Linked DNA regions of Mus musculus: regions 1, 3, 4 and 5 are each linked to region 2. Evidence: chromatin contacts called from public HiChIP or PLAC-seq and promoter capture Hi-C data. All regions are on one chromosome and are shown on one strand. Each heading gives the region's core, a stretch centred on a gene start, on an enhancer-like site or on the middle of the called end of the contact. The rest is flanking DNA. Distances are from core to core; before and after follow the strand shown. Region 1 overlaps Gm32184 (a long non-coding RNA gene). Region 2 holds the start of Elovl2 (elongation of very long chain fatty acids (FEN1/Elo2, SUR4/Elo3, yeast)-like 2). Region 3 has its middle 3.4 kb from the start of Mir5124a. Region 4 overlaps Tmem170b (transmembrane protein 170B). Region 5 holds the start of Gcnt2 (glucosaminyl (N-acetyl) transferase 2, I-branching enzyme).

The links. Promoter capture Hi-C pulls out the DNA fragments that hold promoters and counts their contacts. HiChIP or PLAC-seq counts read pairs in DNA pulled down with a chosen protein or histone mark.
Region 1: a contact with region 2 is called in a promoter capture Hi-C map of pre-B cells. The contact joins the enhancer-like site here to the promoter of Elovl2 in region 2. A contact is called at or near these places in 10 of 39 promoter capture datasets (the 3T3-L1 cell line, the C10 cell line, the HPC-7 cell line and 7 more), 1 of 15 datasets of contacts at CTCF or cohesin (embryonic stem cells), 2 of 484 Hi-C or Micro-C datasets (embryonic stem cells and palatal mesenchyme), 6 of 115 datasets of contacts at active chromatin or transcription factors (acute myeloid leukemia, bone marrow-derived macrophages, embryonic basal ganglia and 3 more) and 1 of 9 other capture datasets (adipose tissue).
Region 3: a promoter capture Hi-C map of the HPC-7 cell line shows a contact between it and region 2. The contact joins the enhancer-like site here to the promoter of Elovl2 in region 2. A contact is called at or near these places in 9 of 39 promoter capture datasets (the HPC-7 cell line, cranial neural crest, embryonic stem cells and 5 more), 7 of 484 Hi-C or Micro-C datasets (DN2 thymocytes, group 2 innate lymphoid cells, liver and 1 more), 16 of 115 datasets of contacts at active chromatin or transcription factors (bone marrow-derived macrophages, craniofacial prominence, embryonic basal ganglia and 8 more) and 3 of 9 other capture datasets (adipose tissue, liver and macrophages).
Region 4: a promoter capture Hi-C map of pre-B cells shows a contact between it and region 2. The contact joins the enhancer-like site here to the promoter of Elovl2 in region 2. A contact is called at or near these places in 16 of 39 promoter capture datasets (the 3T3-L1 cell line, 3T3-L1-derived adipocytes, the C10 cell line and 11 more), 1 of 15 datasets of contacts at CTCF or cohesin (large pre-B cells) and 3 of 9 other capture datasets (adipose tissue, embryonic stem cells and liver).
Region 5: an RNA polymerase II HiChIP or PLAC-seq map of embryonic stem cells shows a contact between it and region 2, with 9 read pairs. The contact joins the promoter of Gcnt2 here to the promoter of Elovl2 in region 2. A contact is called at or near these places in 3 of 39 promoter capture datasets (embryonic stem cells, maxillary cranial neural crest and stem cell-derived epiblast-like cells), 1 of 115 datasets of contacts at active chromatin or transcription factors (embryonic stem cells) and 1 of 9 other capture datasets (liver).

The regions. Positions count from the first base shown.
Region 1 is chr13:41,582,202-41,585,820 of GRCm38.p6, forward strand. All of the region lies in intron 1 of Gm32184 (a long non-coding RNA gene), which reads right to left. Among named protein-coding and RNA genes, the nearest start is that of Tmem170b, 22 kb to the right of the region's middle. Within about 2 kb of position 1,735, at least 99 of the 459 cell types and tissues checked have an H3K27ac peak or open chromatin away from gene starts, as enhancers often do. A contact at or near this core is called in adipose tissue, bone marrow-derived macrophages, hippocampal neurons and 1 more, where this site is marked.
Region 2 is chr13:41,218,594-41,222,181 of GRCm38.p6, forward strand. It overlaps Elovl2 (elongation of very long chain fatty acids (FEN1/Elo2, SUR4/Elo3, yeast)-like 2), which reads right to left and starts at 1,810. Exons shown (of 8, transcript NM_019423.2): 1 at 1,762-1,810. The coding sequence starts at 1,764.
Region 3 is chr13:40,867,493-40,870,926 of GRCm38.p6, forward strand. It overlaps a transcript of Gcnt2 not described here. Among named protein-coding and RNA genes, the nearest start is that of Mir5124a, 3.4 kb to the left of the region's middle. Within about 2 kb of position 1,694, at least 134 of the 459 cell types and tissues checked have an H3K27ac peak or open chromatin away from gene starts, as enhancers often do. A contact at or near this core is called in the HPC-7 cell line, adipose tissue and embryonic stem cells, where this site is marked.
Region 4 is chr13:41,625,668-41,629,314 of GRCm38.p6, forward strand. Tmem170b (transmembrane protein 170B) reads left to right here. Exons shown (of 3, transcript NM_001163572.2): 2 at 2,311-2,481. Among named protein-coding and RNA genes, the nearest start is that of Gm5082, 21 kb to the right of the region's middle. Within about 2 kb of position 1,779, at least 38 of the 459 cell types and tissues checked have an H3K27ac peak or open chromatin away from gene starts, as enhancers often do. A contact at or near this core is called in hippocampal neurons and pre-B cells, where this site is marked.
Region 5 is chr13:40,885,151-40,888,346 of GRCm38.p6, forward strand. Gcnt2 (glucosaminyl (N-acetyl) transferase 2, I-branching enzyme) reads left to right here and starts at 1,608. Exons shown (of 3, transcript NM_008105.3): 1 at 1,608-3,135. The coding sequence starts at 2,217.

The DNA of each region.
Region 1 (3,619 bases), core at 485-2,984, 360 kb after region 2:
GACAATAATTACAATTATTTCTCTATAGAATATATTAACTAAAATACAATTCATTAGAGAAAGGGACTCTATCTTTTCAACTTTGAGGTTCCCTTTTGAACCAATATCTAGAACAGTGGTTCTCAAGTTTTCTAATGCTTTGACCATTTAATACAGTTCCTCGTGTTGGGGTGACCCCAACATGAAGTTGTTTTGTTGTTACTTCATAATTTCAATTTTGCTATTATTACAAATCATAATCTAAATATCTGATACACAGAATATCTGATATGTGTTCCCCCCCCCACCCCAAAGTGATTTTGACTCACAGGTTGAGAACCGCTGACCTAGAATGTACTGAAGTATCAGTAAATGTATGTCATAAAAATTCCATCAGAACAAATAGCTTGTAGCTTTTAAATAAGGGAGTGTGTCAGGTTTAAAGATCTGCTCATTACGTCTGCCAACTAAGGGAGTTATGACATGAATTGTCAAGACATGAAAAGAAACAGAAGGCAGAAATTGGAATGCTAATAAATCATTATGTTCCTGTGACTGTTTACAGAGACGTGGGCTTCTTTTATCACTGCGGAACTGGGTGGAGGACAGAGAGAGTTACTAAATCATTTTCACTTTATATATTAAGGCCTTCAGTTCTAAAGCTATTTAAAAGGAAATATAGGCTGCCTGTCCAGATGTTATTAGGCAGAAACGTTTCTGAAGTTCACGGTTGATATCCTGACAGCTGCGATTTACTATTTTCAGTTGTCTAAATGTGCAGGTAGTCAAGCTTGTTGCCAGATCCATTTCTTTGGAGCCATTGACTCTCTTGGAAAAGGGAGGGGCTGCATGTACTGACATTTGATTCTGCAGTCGCTTTGAAGTCATGTCTAGAGCTGTTTGGCTTGTCTTTAAATAAAAACAGTAGCAGCAGAAACCATATATATCCTTGGACCTATAATTCACCAAGTGCGAGCTGGCAATTACTGGTAACATACAGTACATCGTTAGACTCTGAGTCAGAGAAGGCTGAAATTCACCTACTTTTATGCAACCAGTGCTTATGACATGGAATATGCTCAGAAGTGAGTGATTAATAAATAAATTAATAAATATTTTGGGGGTAGAGAAAATTATTTTATGTAGTATAAATACCAGGTGCCTACTACATTTAGTTAGTGAGAAAAATTAATAAAGTACTAACTTCTTGGTAAATAAAATGTTACTTCGAGTTAGTTTCCAGTAATTAAGAAGTCGCTTTTATCAGGTCAGCCCATTGCCAGATGGTGACTATAATCTCAACACAAAATAGAAGTTACAAGAATCTGAAGACACCAACAGGTTTGAAAGAAGCTGGAAATACATTTATACTTGAAAGAAGGAAATGGTGCAGGATGATTCCTTTTTTGACACAAATATTTGTCTGCGGGTGGGCCTTAGTCACAGTGGGTAAAATTCTAAAAGAAATCCAGTCTTACTGACTTGGCTATGGAACAGGATTTGGGAAACCATGGTAACTGGAGAAGGAGAAGAGAAAGTCTGGGCAGGAAGAAGCCCTGGCCACCACATGGGCAGGGTGTCCTGTAGATTAGCCTGGCCCAGACTGGGTTCATTCTGTTACTATCTGTGCATAGAGAGGACGTCGGACAGGCCAGCTAAGTCTGCAAGAACTAAACAGAGTTTCAAGCTGTCCCATTTCAGGAAAAACATAGCCGGTGATCAAATGAAAGTGAAACTAATTGCTTGCCTTACGTCAAAAACAGGGCTGGGGATTTAGCCCAGTTAGTAGAGTGATGGCCTAGTGTGTGTGAAGGCCTGGGTTCATGCCATACCACATAAATGTCGATGGTATACCATACAGGCCTGTAGTCCCAGCAATCAATAGGTAGAGGCAGAAAAACTGGAAGTTCAGGATCCCTCCTTAGCTATATAGTGAGTTTGAGCTCACCTGTGATACACAAAACCCTGCTTCAAAGAGTAAAAACAAAAAATCAACACACACAGATTGACTGAACAGAAACCAGTCCTAAAAATCAGTCACACTATGCGCCAACTGATCCAAATGATAATTCACACTACAGTCCAAAGGACTCCGCATTTCTAGACTTAGAGAGACACAGGAAAATGTCACTAAACACAATTTGTCTTAAAAGGCAAGTGTGATAGGATGAAGACACAGACACAGGAATTAACATTTAAGGATATAAAGTGCTATTATAACCAGTGTGCGGACTCAAAGGAACACTTACAATGAATGAACAAATAGAAACATCTTAACAGTGGAATCAAAACCACAAAAGAAAATTGTCAGCATTTGTGGGGACGTTGTCAGGAAGCCCAGCATCACCCGCAGCAGATCAAGGAGTTACCCTAACATGTTTTGGGACCTCTACTTGTGCTAAACCAAGATTCATCACTTCAATGAAGAAAACAACTTCAGAGGACAGGCCAGTTTATGGTGCTGAGTTGGAATTTAGTAAAGATATCTTAATATACATGTGATATACATTTAAGCACTGATCTTTAGAGAGAGAGAGAGAGAGAGAGAGAGCAGAAGGGTGGTCTGGTGCCACAGGCTTTTAATCCCAGCACTCAGGAGGCAGAGGCAGGCAGATCTCTGAGAGTTTGAGGTACCCTGGTGTGCACAGTGATCCAGCCAAAGCTACCTACAGAACCCCTGTCTCAAACTCCCTTCCCCAAATAAAAAACTGAAAGGACAACATAAACTCCATTTGTTTCCCTTTAAGGACCAGGCCTGAATTTGAAAAGAAGACCATAAGGCGCCAGCTCCAGGAACAGATCATAAGTCCCAGGAACTAGGCCATAAGGGAACAGACCATAAAATCCAGGAACAAGGTCATAAAACCCCCTCCCAAGGAAGAGCTTGCTGCTAACCACACGAATGGGAGAATATCTTATCTCAGAATCTGTGCTGGGCAGCCCTATCTCACCCCATGGTTAAATATTCACGACATAGGAATGCAGACCACTGACTATCTGTGACCCCCTAGCACCCACTAATGAAAGTTTAGATTACCTAATCCTTCTAGAAAATTTCCCTAATTCCCTTTAAGAAGGCCTGCTTGCCTTTGTCTGGGCTCGCCATTTCCAAGAACAGTTGACCCCTGCATGCTGGTTTCTGCAGAATAAATGTTCTCTGTTTTTGCATACTATCTGAGTCTGGGGACTTCCTTCAGCGACTTTCAGACCCTTCCAAAAGAAGAAACAGAGAGGCACTCAGAAAGAAAGACAAGACACCCCTGAGCACATGGGCCTGTGATTCTCTGAGACAAAGCTGATGCTTGTTGCTTTTGCTTTATGATAGTCAAAGTATTTGGGTGGGATGGGAAGCTACCATCTCCAAAAGTTTGCTAAGAAGCCTGAATGGGCACAGAGAGGCCTGAACTGATGAGGTAAAAGATGCTTGCCTTACTCACCAGAGAGAGACAGAGAGAGAGAGAGAGAGAGAGAGAGAGAGAGAGAGAGAGAGAGAGAGAGAGAGAGATTGATTCAGGCCTTAAACCTGGGCTCTTGGTACTTCAACACAAGGCATTTGTGTTGTCTCCATGATGGCAGCCTTTACAACAAATGGTAATTGTGCTGGAATTACAACGTATTGGCTGGTGGGAGGCTTCAGGCT
Region 2 (3,588 bases), core at 560-3,059:
GAACTATGAGGCTGTCTTGATAAACATAGATAGATAGATAGATAGATAGATAGATAGATAGATAGATAGATAGATAGATTCAACAAAACCCTCTTCCTTTTTTTGCTAGAATCCTAACAGTAAAACCTTCTGCACAAATGAACTAATACAAAATTAAGCACCATTAATTTATGTTTAGTTCATTGGTTTTAATTTCAAAAACAAAGCTTTCAATTCTACTACCTATCTGGACAAGACTAGCTGAGGACCACCAGGCAGTACAGTCTTGACTCTATCATCTTCAGAATTTCTCATGTAAATGCTCTTTGAGCTGTTCATCTCCGATGATAATAAACACACTTCCCTCACCAGTCACAACCCACTGACACACAATGACATCGTGCAAGTGGGGAAAAAGGAGACTTGAGTAGTATTTTTTGCAATACAGCTTGTTAGTAGAGACATCTTGGCATGGGTGTAGAAGAATGTATCACCTGACCAACTTACTTAGAACCCAGCCCCCCCTACACCCCCACCCTTTCTGCCTCTCTGCCCCATTTCTCAAAAGTGATATCACTTGATTTGGTCACAGACTTGAAAATGCTTACTGAGCTTGCAGTGAGCTAGGATAAAGATTGTAAGGCTTGCCCTTGCCAGCTACAGGTTAATGTCCACTGACTTTCACTGAGTTGAAGTATTCTTGGAAGTTTTCCCTAACTAAAATCTCTGTCTACTATGGAAGAGAGAGAGAGAGAGAGAGAGAGAGAGAGAGAGAGAACCAGTTAGCACTAAAAATGCTCTGTCTACTCAGATGTCAGGATACTCAAGTGGCCGAGGAAGCATGAAGCAGCCACCAACATTCTGCTCAGTGTGTCCCTCCTGTCCAAGAGAAGAGTGTGTTTCTCCTCCCACACAGCACTTTAGATTCTGATCGCTCCTATTAAGTCGACAGTTCTTGTAGTGGTTCACTTCAAGGAGACTGCTACCTCCCACTTAGCATAGCATAAAGTACTTTCCTCTACTTTTTTTAAAAAAATAAATGATGTGTGCCAGGCACTGTAGACAAAGACTATTCACCAAAACTTGCATTTTGGTGAGGGAGACATTCAATACACACACACACACACACACACACACACACAAACCCAGATTATAGCATGCTTAAATAGAGAAAACAAAATGGGGGGGGGGCAGGCAATAGAAAAGGGGTGGGCTGGAATTTTAGTGCTAAGACAATATTCAACCAAGAAGAGATGGTGAGCCGAAAACAGTGTGGGAAGAGGGGGGACAATCTAGGGCTGCCCCGTGTCAGGTGGGACAAGGAAAGGGGCATGCCCTTCACATATTTAGCAAGCCCTTGCGAAAAGACAAAGACCAATGAAGACAAACGCGGATCTGAAGACAAACGCAGGATCTGCCGCTCTCTTTAACGGGGAGCTGCTCTTTTGAGACAGGGTGTCTCACCGTGGCCCAGGCTGGCCTCGAACTCACGGCAATCCTCCTGCCTCAGCTCCCTCAGGGCTGGGATCGCTGCCTGCCCAGGAACCGGCTGGCTCCCTGCGAGCTCAGCAGCACACAGTCTTCGCCTTTGTGCCCAGGCGCCGGGTTTCGCGGGGTCCCTCGGCGAGCGGCTCGTGGGGGGGAGAGCGTTGGGCCCCGGCTGCAGCGCCGACACGCCCCCGCGCCCGGTTACCCGCCGGCGCCCCGACCCTACGCCCGCACGCCCCGGCCCCAACGTCCGCCGCCATCCGGGACGAGGCGCGCGGCCCCCCACTCACTCACCATGGCCGCGCGGCCGCGATGCGCTGTCCAGGGTAGCCGCCTTCCTTCTGCGCCGCGCCACGCGCCGCCCGCGCTAGTCACTCGCCCCCGCCCCCTCGGGCGCGCGCCGCCCGCCTCCCCGCCCCCTCGGGCGCGCGCCGCGCCCTGCCCGCTCCGGGCCGTTTCCTCCGCCCCGCGCCGCTGGCCCTCGGAGGGGACCACGGAGTGGGAGGAGCCCCGGCGCCGGCCGCGAGGCCGTGGGCCCCCCAGAGGCCTGCGCGTCCCCGCTCCGCGCGCCCCCCCGCCGGCGCTGGCGCGGCGACCCCTGCCGGCCGGGCTGGGATTTGCAAGCACAGCTGGCGCCTTTTGCAGGAGTCTGGGCGCGCACGTCTATCACAGCATCAGGCTCCTGGAGAAGCCACCAGCAGCTCCTCCGCTACTCCTGGGGAGTGGCTGGGCGAGCGCGCCGGATGATTTAAATTGGGCACACGGGTTTGAGGGGATGACCAAGGGCTGGTCTGGTCTTGGGTTGGTGCACCTGTATAATCCCAGCACTTGAGAGCAGAGCCAGGAGGAATAGGAAAGAGTTCAAGATCAGCCTTGGCTTCTTAGGGAGTTCTGCACCAACCTGAGCTTCGTGAGACCCTGCTTCAAATAAGCAAACAAATAAGCAAACGATAACCATTCATTCTGGGTGCCACGGGGAGCAGATGAGCACCAATAGTCTGTCTAAACTGACTTTTTCAGAGTTTGCTTCCAGAGGGGCTGTCAGGGGCTCAGATGGCTTATTCAAATGCTTCGTTAATGGTGTACAGAACTAGATTCCAGGCCTTTGAGTGTCAAATGACTACTTTTCACATTGCCTTCAGAATGAGCGCGCATTTTTCTTAGATAGCTGATGCGGTAAACTTGAAATGCATACATAGGTGTTAGGTACCTCTGTGGACAAAGATAAGAATGATCTTTAAAAAAAAAAACTTGGAAATACAGATCTTCTCTCTTTCTTTGCATAGCTTCTAGTTCACACCCGGACAGTGTATCTGAATGAACTTAGAGAGGACTGGGAGCCAATAGGAGACAGTGCTAAACCACAAACCCCTGCAATCCAGAACCAGGACTCACTTTATCTCCATGGCAACCAGTACCCACCATCATCAAAACTGGGAAGAAAAGGCACTAGCTGATGTCCTTCCCCCCCCCCCCCCCGTAATTTTCATCTGAAGCATCTGTTCCTTGGACACCTTCTGTGATGGTTTGTCTTTCCTGTCAACAAGTTTTAGAATCACCTTAAGAGACCCACCCCTGGACATGTCTGTGAAGATGTTTCCAGAGAGTTTCAGATGAGGTGGAAAAGACAAACTCCAAATGTTGACAGAGCCATCTTACTGTGGACACAGCGAGATCAACTGCTTTCACAATCAATCCTGCTACCATGATGGGCCATACCTTGGAGACACGAGCCAGAATAAACCTCTGGTCTTAGTTGGGATTTCTATCGCTTCGATAAAATGCCCTGACCTTTATCAACATGGGGAAGAAAGGGTTTATTTCCCTTACACTTCCATGTCAAAGTCTGTCTGGCTCCTCTCAGGCTCCTGTAGCCTGCTTCCATAGCACACTCGGGACCACCAGCCCAGGGACCTACCCAAAGTGAGCTGGGTGTTCTTACAAGAATCATCAACCAAGAAAATGCTCCACAGGCTAGCCCACAGTATAATCTGGTGAGGATATTCTCTCATTTGGGGGGGGGGTGTTATTTCCAAATGTCTCCAAGTGAAGTTGATATAAAACTAGCCAGCATAGAGGTAAACAAAACAAGATTCATCTTAATGTATTTAATTAACATTT
Region 3 (3,434 bases), core at 444-2,943, 350 kb before region 2:
ACCATCCGTAATGAGATCTGACCTCCTCTTCTGGTGTGTCTGAAGATAGCTACAGTGTACTTACATATAATAATAAATAAAATCTTAAAAAGATTTATAAAAAGTAGAAGAAGAAGGAGGAGGAGGAGGAGGAGGAGGAGGAGGAGGAGGAGGAGGAGGGAGAAGAAAAGGGAGGAAAGGAGGAAGGAAGAAGAAGAAGAAGAAGAAGAAGAAGAAGAAGAAGAAGAAGAAGAAAGAGAAAGAAAGAAAGAAAGAAAGAAAAAAGAAAGAAAGAAAGAAAGAAAGAAAGAAAGAAAGAAAGAAAGAAAGAAAGAAAGAAAGTAGGTAGGCTGGAAGACCGAACAACATGGCTTAGTGGGGAAAGGCACACACCACCAAACCTGTTGACCTGAGTTCAATTCCCAGGATCCACCTATATAGACATACTAAATGGATTAATTTTTTTACAAAAAATTAACTTAAAAAAATACATGGAAGAAAAGGAAGAAACTGAGAGTTAGGGACCAGAGCCACTGCTGCCAATTGAAATGCATTTTAGACTTTATGAGGACTATGGAGTGGGTTCCATAGACAACCTACACATCTGCTTACTCTGTCCAGTTAGATGGTACTTATTGGTGGCATATCATCACTACCACCACCACCACCATCATCACCACCACCACTGTTGTACTGCTGAAAGTGACACACAGTTCTCACACATGCCAGGCAACTGCTCTACCACTGAGCTACACAATAACAATGGCTTAAAGCCTGCCTCTACCATTAAGAGTCTGTTGATCTTCAAGCAAGATACTTAGTTTCTCTGAGCTTAATCCCTTTCTCAGATTCTGAGGATGAAATATCTCTTTGTAAGGCTGATAGAAGAAGGGTTAAACAGTATCCAAACTGACCCTGGCCGGTTGTAGGAACTCATTTGATGCTAAGAGAGAAAGGGGGGCAGACATGGATTTTTTTTCTCTTTTCTCTTTCTTCTTCATTGTTGTTTAGTTTTTATTGTTGTTTTGTTTTGTTTTGTTTTGTTTTGTTTTGTTTTGTTTTGTTGAGGCAGGGTTTCTCTGTGTGGCTCTGGCTGTTCAAGAACTTGTTCGGTAAACCTGTCTGGCCTCTAACTCAAGAGATCTGCCTACCCCTGCCTCCAGAATACCGGGATTAAAGGCGTGGGCCACCACGGCCTGGCAAGCATGGATTTCTTACTGTTGGCTCTTGAGAGTTTCATATTGCTATTCGAAAACTTCTTGGTAAGATTAAGGAAAAAACAATGCGCACACATGTTTGGTATGGAGGCGTTAGGTTAAGTTCGTGATTAGGAAGGGGAATGTGGTCACTGGGGTGACACAGGCGTCTGGTCTTGGTTTTTTGTTTTTGTTTTGTTTTTTTCTCTCCAGGAGTAGCAAGCACTTTGGGAGCTGGGCAAAGCCTCTCTCTGCTTCCCAGAGACAAACTCTTACCCGTTTGCCACACCCTTGTTCATTCGGTTCTCCCTTTAAGGAATGCTCTTTATCTTTGCTGTTCATTCCAACCAGCTGCCCTTGAAAGTCAGCCAGAGTCACCTCTCCATTCCTTTCTCTGTTCCCAGAACCAGCCCCCGCCCCGCCCCGCCCTGCCTCGCCCCCTCGCCTCCTTGTGCCGCCTCCCCCCTCCTCTTGACACCTCCATTCCATTGTGTAAATCTATCTCAGTTCCTCCTACAATAGGTTCCTGTGTGGCCTGCCCACACCGGATGTGAGGGCCGTAAACTGAATGGCTGCGACCACACTTCTACACTTTGTTCTAACCTCCTCAGCCCGACCGGTACCAAAAGCTTGTGGAATGAGGAACATGATTAGGGTGGAGGAGATCCATCACTCCTCTGGGCAGGCTTGCTTTGCAGCCCAAACAATTCAACTAATCTCAGGTGGAAACCAGGCAACAGCAGAGAAACAGCCTCCTGGCCTTTCCTTCTTAGTACTCCCTAGAGTCTAGGGCCCACACGGTACGGTACAATCATATAAACACCTTACACTGCTTTTACACTGTATTAGGTATTTAAAATCGTCTGGAACTGGTTTAAAGTCTGCAAAGGATGTTTAGGCTCTGGGTGGGTTACTATGCCAAGGTATAGAAGGGATCTGAGAATCTGCTGACTCTGGTAACTACAAGAGGGATGCAGAGCTCCACGGGCACCCAGAGACAATTGAACTGTTACTTTCATCTTAGAAATATTGTCTACAGACGTATTTTTTTCCCTTTTTTTTGTTTTGTTTTGTTTTGTTTTTTCTTTTCTTTTTTTTTTTTTTTTCAAGACAGGGTTTCTCTGTATAGTCCTGGCTGTCCTGGAACTCACTTTGTAGACCAGGCTGGCCTCGAACTCAGAAATCCACCTGCCTCTGCCTCCCAAGTGTGCGCCACCACTGCCCAGCTTTTTCCCTTTTCTTGCAGAAAGTTTATCTAATGGATTTTTCAGTTCTGGCCCAAGTGGGTTTTTTGTTTGTTTGTTTGTTTTTTGTTTTGTTTTGTTTTGTTTTGTTTTTTAAATAGGAATGAGTCCTATCTTCCCATGCCCTCGCCCCCCACGGGCTTCTTCTAAGGGTGTGCCCTTTGCTACCTGTGTGATACCATTCAGAAAACACTCCTGGGAGTGTGGGTGACCCATGGGACTTCTCAGTCATCATCAGACCGCTCAGGGCAAACGACCCTCTTCATGGATCTGAAGAGTGAAGTTATGTGCTTTTCGTTCCTGTCTAGGAAAGTGGGGAGGATGGGGAAAAAAAAAAAAAAAGCATTGCTGGAATTTGCCTGAGTGATTTTGGCCCTGTGAGGGAGGCTTCGATTTAAAATATCCAGAAAATGTAGTCCAAGTGGGTAGTTTGGCTCCAACTTGAAATCCTGAGTAACTGCTGTTCCCAGAGAAACCACTCTGCCAGCTCTACACTTAGTCCTTCTTTGCTTTGGAAAAAAAGGGCAATTATTATTATTATAATTATTACTATTATTATTAGAATTATTAACTATTCTGTACTGAGAACTGAGCCCAAATGAGCTTGTCCCCTCCACCCCTCCCCATCTCCCCACCCCCACCCCCCACCCAACTCCTCACTCTTTACTGCTCCTCCCTGCAGGGCAGTGGTTTAGGGCTCCCTTAGATACAAGGATTTTCTGCCTCTGTGACTTCTGTGTTGCCAGAGAATCACCATGAACTCGAGGCTAGCCTGGTCTGCCTAGTGAGTTTCAAGCCAGCCAGGGCTACTTAGGGTGGCCCTTCCTGAAAACAGAATAAAGCCCCCTCCAAAGGAAACCTAGTCAGGTATAATGGTTCCCACTTGTAATCCGACCCTCTGACAGACACTTCCCATCCCAGTCCCCGTGTTGGATCTCATCTTCTGAGAGTTGTGTGTGAATGGAAGCATACAGCTGGGGCGCCTTTGAGTGGGAGCCCTGTCACCCAGGCGTGG
Region 4 (3,647 bases), core at 529-3,028, 410 kb after region 2:
TAACCATGCATCTTTCATGCCTCAGAATGCAGAGCATGTGGATGGCACTGCCAAGTTGAGCTGTCAGTGTGGAGTAGACACTGCTCCCTTCCTTAAACCATAGTTGCAGAAGCTTCTCTATGCTGAAGCTGTGGGAAACCTTGGCTAAGTGTTTGTTTACCTCTTAGACTTTCTCCTGTCACATGCTGTATGCTTAGCTGGGGGAGGCCTTGCTGTCGAGTGCCTTTTCTCCCAGTGAAGGGCACAAAGATTGCCTTTTGTGATGCTTTTCTCTCTAAAAATCACAGCCTTTTTTTTTTTTAAATTCAAATGTCTTTATGGCTGCTTTATTCTTCCTCTTTAAGCCGCACATCCTTTTCTTTCTGCCCTACCTGTTGCTTTTCTTTATGTAGGCCTGCATCAGAGTAATCAGAAATAGCCACATCATAGACCTGGTGCTATGCTGTCTTGAAATTTCCTCTGCTTAAGAGTTAGTCCACCACTCTTTATTCTTGCCTCATAGAAGTTCCTAGGACATAAGCAGAATACATACTAGTTAGCTTGCTTGCTTCCTTTCTTCCTTCCTTAATCCTTCCATTCCTTCCTCCCCTCCTCTCTCTCTCCCTTCATTCCCCCCTTCTTTCCTAATTACCAAGACATTTTTCTCCTTTTCATTATATACATGTATATACATATAAACAGAACCTGCTGAGTCTAGTTTTGCTTGTGTGTTATGTTTTTTGAGCTGACCACTTGGTGTTGTACACCAATTATGAGGTTAATTTCTGAAGAATGGTTTTTCCCTCTCTCAACAGTCATCAGTTGCCTGCCTATAGCTCTCCATCTGGTGTGGGGGCCTTGTAAGATTTCCCCATTCACTTTGGCATGCTAACTGATAGCTGGCTTTCTTGCTGTTTACTTACTTTTCTTTAATGTGTGTGAGTATTTTGCCTACATATATGTATGTGCACCAGGTGCCCATGGATGCCAGAAAGGGGCATGGATCCCCTGAACTTGTATTACAGACAGTCTTGAGCTACCATGCTGGGTGCTAGGAAGAGAACTTGAGATAGCTGGGCCATCTCTCTAGTCCCCAGTTAGATTTCTTATGTAGTCTAGGAATGACTGTGCCCACTCAAAGCAATTATCAATCCAGATAGTCTCTCACAGACAAGGCCACAGAGCACTGTGATCTGAGCAGCACGTCAAGTGAGGGTCCTAAACCTAACCAGCTCAGATACCCACCAAGGAATGGCATTGGCTCATATGGTAGTTCTGTTCTTAGGGTTTTTGAGGAACTACCATACTGTTTTTCATGGTAATTGCATGGTTACAAATTTCCACTATAACGTTTGGGAAAATAGCCCTTACTTTTAAAAAGTGTCCTCTCATAATGACTTGACAGAAAGTCCGAGTAGCACAAACGGCAGAAGAGACCCTTCCTCATAGAGTGTTTGCATACCAAAGAGGACCCTCTCAGGGGAGGCTAAACATGCTGGTTGGCTTTTCAGTTAGAAGCAAACTTTCCTGAACTGGTTCACATGAAGCAGGTGCTAAGTAGGGAGAAACTGGGATGTTGTCTTCTGTATGAGGATAGTAATATGATAGACCTCGGAAGTTGCTGAAACACAGTCTTGGTGGCCTCTTGTCATTGGTGGATTTCTTTCTTTCTTTCTGTTCTGTGGCCTGCACTGTGTGGTGAAGGAAACAGGTTTAATTTCAGTTACCCAGAGATGGAGAACAGTGAGTGCATTCCAATCAAAATCTCCCAGAGAAAGGGACTGTTCAGCCCCACACAGAGCAGCTGCTGCCTCTTGGATGTGGCCAGGGAGATGGAGTTATACCAGTACCGAGCATCAGTCTCTAGGGGAAGTGTGTGGATAGTGAGAAGCAACAGAGGCCTGGAAGAAAGGAAATGAAGGCTGGAGAGGCATAAGGGGGTGTGCTCCGTCCCTGTGGTGTGTTAAGTCAGCAGTGAACAGTCCATTGGGAACATGTTGAAGACAGCATAAAGCACAGTGAAAGTCCTGGGTAAATTATTACAGTTACAGGAGGCAAGCTGATGGATTGCTTTCTAAATGGGATGTGGAGAGGAAGCGACAACATGGCCTTCACCTTTTGAGATCATGGAGCTATTCTTCCATTAAGCCTTAATTAGCTTTAATAATAGTCCCTGACTCCCTTTCTCCTGTGGATCAGATAGCAGGTGAGGCCTTTTATGCACTCTCTCTTGTTCAGGGTTCTCCCCAGCCATGGGTACTCACTGCTTGCTGGCTGAGTCTTCCGAACTACACTTCTGCAGCAGGACTAACACTGTTCTTTCCCTTTCAGAGATGTGGTACTGGATCTTCCTCTGGGCTCTCTTCTCCTCTCTGTTTGTCCACGGTGCTGCAGGCGTGCTGATGTTTGTGATGCTGCAGAGGCACAGGCAGGGGAGAGTGATCTCCATCATTGCTGTCAGCATCGGGTTTCTGGCTTCTGTAACTGGAGCAATGATTACTAGTAAGTTGACTTATTTTGTTTAAAGATATAATTTTATATGCAAATACTGCTTTGGTAAGTGCTGTTGTTATTGTAAAAGAAACACTATTTTTCATGTAGACTGGTCCTCAGCACTTACAGCCTAGAAGGCAAAGGTGAGTTGATTTACTCACCGGACAGATAACGCATGTAACTATGTGCGTTTGCTCTGCGTGGATTTGTGAGAAATGGCATTGGCAAGGGGCATGGCTGATTCAGTCTGAAAGTGCTTTATAGCAAAAGAAGTCTCTGCTTTAAATATGCCTCCTGTCTATTAAGGAAAGAAGATAGACACTGAAGATCGAGCCTTTGAGTCTGTGGGCTCATCTGCCTGTGACAACAACCACTTATGATTTCTCTGCTTCAGGAAATGTACAGTTTTCTGCTGAGCTGTCTTGTGGATTTCCTTAGCCTGTCACCTGTTTTGTTCTCCTGACAGTGAACTTGTCCCTGCTCCTCGCTGTACTTCAGAGTTAGTTCTGGTTTCTGGGCTGCTGCTGGAGCAGAACCCCGTTGCATCCGGAAGCCCCTCAGCTGCTTTCTTACCGGGTTGTGCTTATGGCTGCTGACTTAGGTCCCTGCTGCTTTTGAGCCATAGACACACAGGGCAGGCATTCCCCTTGGCTGTCTTCTACACTGTGGGCCCTAACCACTGCACTGCACTGTTTGGGGCTCTCCACAGGGACTTCTTTCTTTCACTTGATTCTGGCCACAGAATATGAGGAAAGCCTTACTTATATAGTACCGGCCAGGCGCAGGTCTAGCTCCTGGGGTTCTCAGAGAGTCATGAAGAAGAGACTGGAGTAAGTGCTAATCTTGAAAGATTAGTCAAGAAGTCTGGAGATTTTTCTGCAGGCCACAGAAAACAAGTAGATATTTTTATTTTTCCCTTTTTAAAAGATTGCCTGCCTATCTGTATGTCTGTGAATTTTGTGCATGCAGTGCATACAGAGGCTAGAAGAGGATTGCGAGCCACTGTACTGGAGTTACAGCTGGTTGTTAGTTGTCACATAGGTACTGGGAACGGAACCATGTCTTCTGAAAGAGCAATATATGCTATACATGAACCTCTGTGGGTGGGCTTTGAGGTATACATGAACCTCTGTGGGTGGGCTTTGAGGTATACATGAACCTCTGTGGGTGGGCAT
Region 5 (3,196 bases), core at 358-2,857, 330 kb before region 2:
GAAGGAAAAGGCAAGTAGGGAAGGCTGCGACGTCCTGTTTCAGGAGCAAAGAGCTCACAGTCTCCATTCTGGATAAGCAGGCTGGACTGCAGCCTGACCAGAAGTACCAGGTAACAGGCATCTTCAAATATGATAGCTGGTTTTGCAAAACATTCTCCTAGAGGGATTTGTAATCTTGGAACTGGGAGTTGGGGAAATTGGTCCAAGGGCAGGCAAAAGAGAAACAATAGCTACATTTTTGAACCTGTGAACAGCATCATTGGCAGTTCTGGATTGAATTCAGAAGCATTCTGAAAATTCTTATTTTGGGCAGTATCTGTATATCGTAATAAAGTAATGTCATTAGTGTTTCTCCACCTCCCCTCCCGAGTCTGCACAAATCTGAACCTCCGTGCTATTGGCCAGTTGGAAAGGGTAATGTAAACAGATTCAGTTACCATAATTAAGTTATGTATCTGTGTACCGAATGCTTTGTCAGGCTGCAACTATTTCAGTATTCATTCTAAGCCGAGGGCATTGCCAAAATGAAATTACTGATGACAAAATTACCCTCTGTTGTTAAGACACAGCAGATGTAATAACCTAATATTTAACAGTGTTATTTTTGAAAAAAAAAAAGATGAAGACAGAGATAGAACTGTCCTTTGCCCTACACCAAAGAAGATAACTTGAAGGAGAGTGAACCACTTTACAAAATGGCTGCATTTTCTTTCACAACTGACCTAAAGGCCCAGGGGAGGGTTTCTCAGAATATTTGTTTGATGCAGGTGCAGGAAGAGGATTAGTAAGAGGAAAGAAAAATAATATATAAACAGGAAAAACAAAACATGTAAATAAAATCTGGACGAATGAAACTGTAGCTCAGGACATGGCATGCCATTGGGCTGGAGTCTGGGCGCTTGGAATCTCAAGTTCCTACTTGGAAGGACTCTGCATGCTGTGCTAGTCTAGACTGCAGAAGGAAGACTGGGCACCGAAGGGCACTCTTTCTTCACAGGCTGGAATGCAAACTCATTTCCCATTGCAAGTCAACCCACAAGGTACAGACTCTCACTTGAGAAATGCAGACAACTAGCAAAGGAAAATGGAAAGGCAGCCCCCAGTCCAAAGGACACTGCTTAAAACTGCATCTAAATGTAGGTGGTGGAAAGCTGGGTTGTGAGTGTGTAGATCCTGAAAACCCAGCTCTTGGGAGGTAGGGGCTGGAGGATAGTTCCAGGTCAGAATGGATTGCCTGAGACCCTGTTTTGTTTTGTTTTGTTTCGACTATAAAGTCAAGAGTATAGGAGAGCTCCCGAGTGGTCTCTGGGTGCTTAAACCCTTAAGGTTCTTGGTTGAGATGTAGATCTGAACGTCCTTCGCGGCCAGGATTCAACTCTTTTCTGTGAAGTCTTCAGGTCTCATCCAAATTAGACCGTACAGTTCACTACCTGTACATTCTGTAACACCAGGGCAGAGGCCAGAGTACGAGGAGAGGGGGGTTTAAGTCAAAGTCACTCCCCCCCCATCCCCCCCACCTCTGCCCGGTCAGATCCCTTAGGACCGGAACTCCTCCTCCTGGGAGCTCATGTTTTGGAAACTGGTGGGGTGGGGCCAGAAAACATTACAATGGAGCTGGGATGGAGGAGGTGTGCTTTTATTTCAGATTGTGTCATTCGAGTAGAGTCTCCCGAAACAGCCACTAACAGAACCGAGGCTCTTTTAGATCCCCTGGGTTGTTAGCCTGGCACACTGGGGAGAGTAGGTAACACAGCAGAAGAGAGAGGCAGTGGAGGAAGGCAGGAAACCCTTCACACGCCTAGCCCGGCTCATCCCATCCACTTTGGGGTTTGCCGTGCCGATTGTAACAAGAGGAAAGAGCTAGCAGAAACCCCCGAAGGAAAGGAACGAAAGGGGAGGTGAGAAACTCAATTGAAAAAGAGGTAGCAGGGAGAGTAAAAGTCAGCAGATGCAAACTGGGAGGCCAGAGGAGGAGGAAAAGGCTGGGCTTCGGCAACCTGCTGCTAGGATTTAGACAAAGGAGGTTTGAGAGAGGCGGGATCAGATTCTAATATCTGCTCCAGGAGAGAGCTCGCTGCTGGGCTCCGGGAGACAAAACAGCCGCAATTCACACTGACTGGAGCATGTACCACAGCGAGAGCTCCCAGGAAAAAGTAAGTCCGAGAAGGGATTGGCCAAGCTTGACGGACTCTGACATCGGAGACCCTCTTTGAGGCATGCCTCCGTCCGTGCGTTACTTCTTCATAGTGTCTGTGACTACTGTCATCGTTTTTATTGTGCTCTACGTGTTAAGTTTTGGAGGAGATCAAAGCTACCAGAAGCTGAACATCTCAGACTCGGTGATGCTGGCTCAAGTGTGCTCATCTTTCATCGACGGGAAAAGCCGGTTCCTGTGGAGAAACAAACTAATGATTCACGAGAAGCCTTCTTGCACAGAATATGTGACCCAAAGCCACTATATCACTGCCCCTTTATCTCAGGAAGAGGTCGATTTTCCTTTGGCGTATGTCATGGTCATCCATCACAATTTTGACACCTTTGCAAGGCTCTTCAGGGCAATCTTCATGCCTCAAAATATCTACTGTGTTCACGTGGATGAAAAGGCAACAGCTGAATTCAAAGGTGCCGTGGAACAGTTAGTGAGCTGCTTCCCCAATGCCTTTCTGGCTTCTAAGATGGAGCCGGTGGTCTATGGTGGAATCTCCCGGCTCCAGGCTGACCTGAACTGCATCAAAGACCTGTCCACCTCCGAGGTCCCCTGGAAGTACGCCATCAACACCTGTGGACAAGACTTCCCCCTGAAAACCAACAAGGAGATAGTTCAGTACCTGAAAGGGCTTAAGGGGAAGAACCTCACTCCCGGGGTGCTGCCTCCAGCCCACGCCATTGGAAGGACCAGGTACGTCCACCGGGAACACCTAAGCAAAGAGCTTTCCTACGTGATCAGAACCACGGCTCTGAAGCCCCCACCTCCCCACAACCTCACCATTTATTTTGGCTCTGCCTATGTCGCCCTGTCGAGAGAGTTTGCTAACTTTGTTCTCCGTGACCCACGGGCGGTTGATTTGCTCCATTGGTCCAAAGATACTTTCAGTCCCGATGAGCATTTCTGGGTGACGCTCAATAGGATTCCAGGTATGTGAGAGTTCATGGTTCATGCAAAGGAGAGGCCCACAGACCTCTTTATCCACAGGTC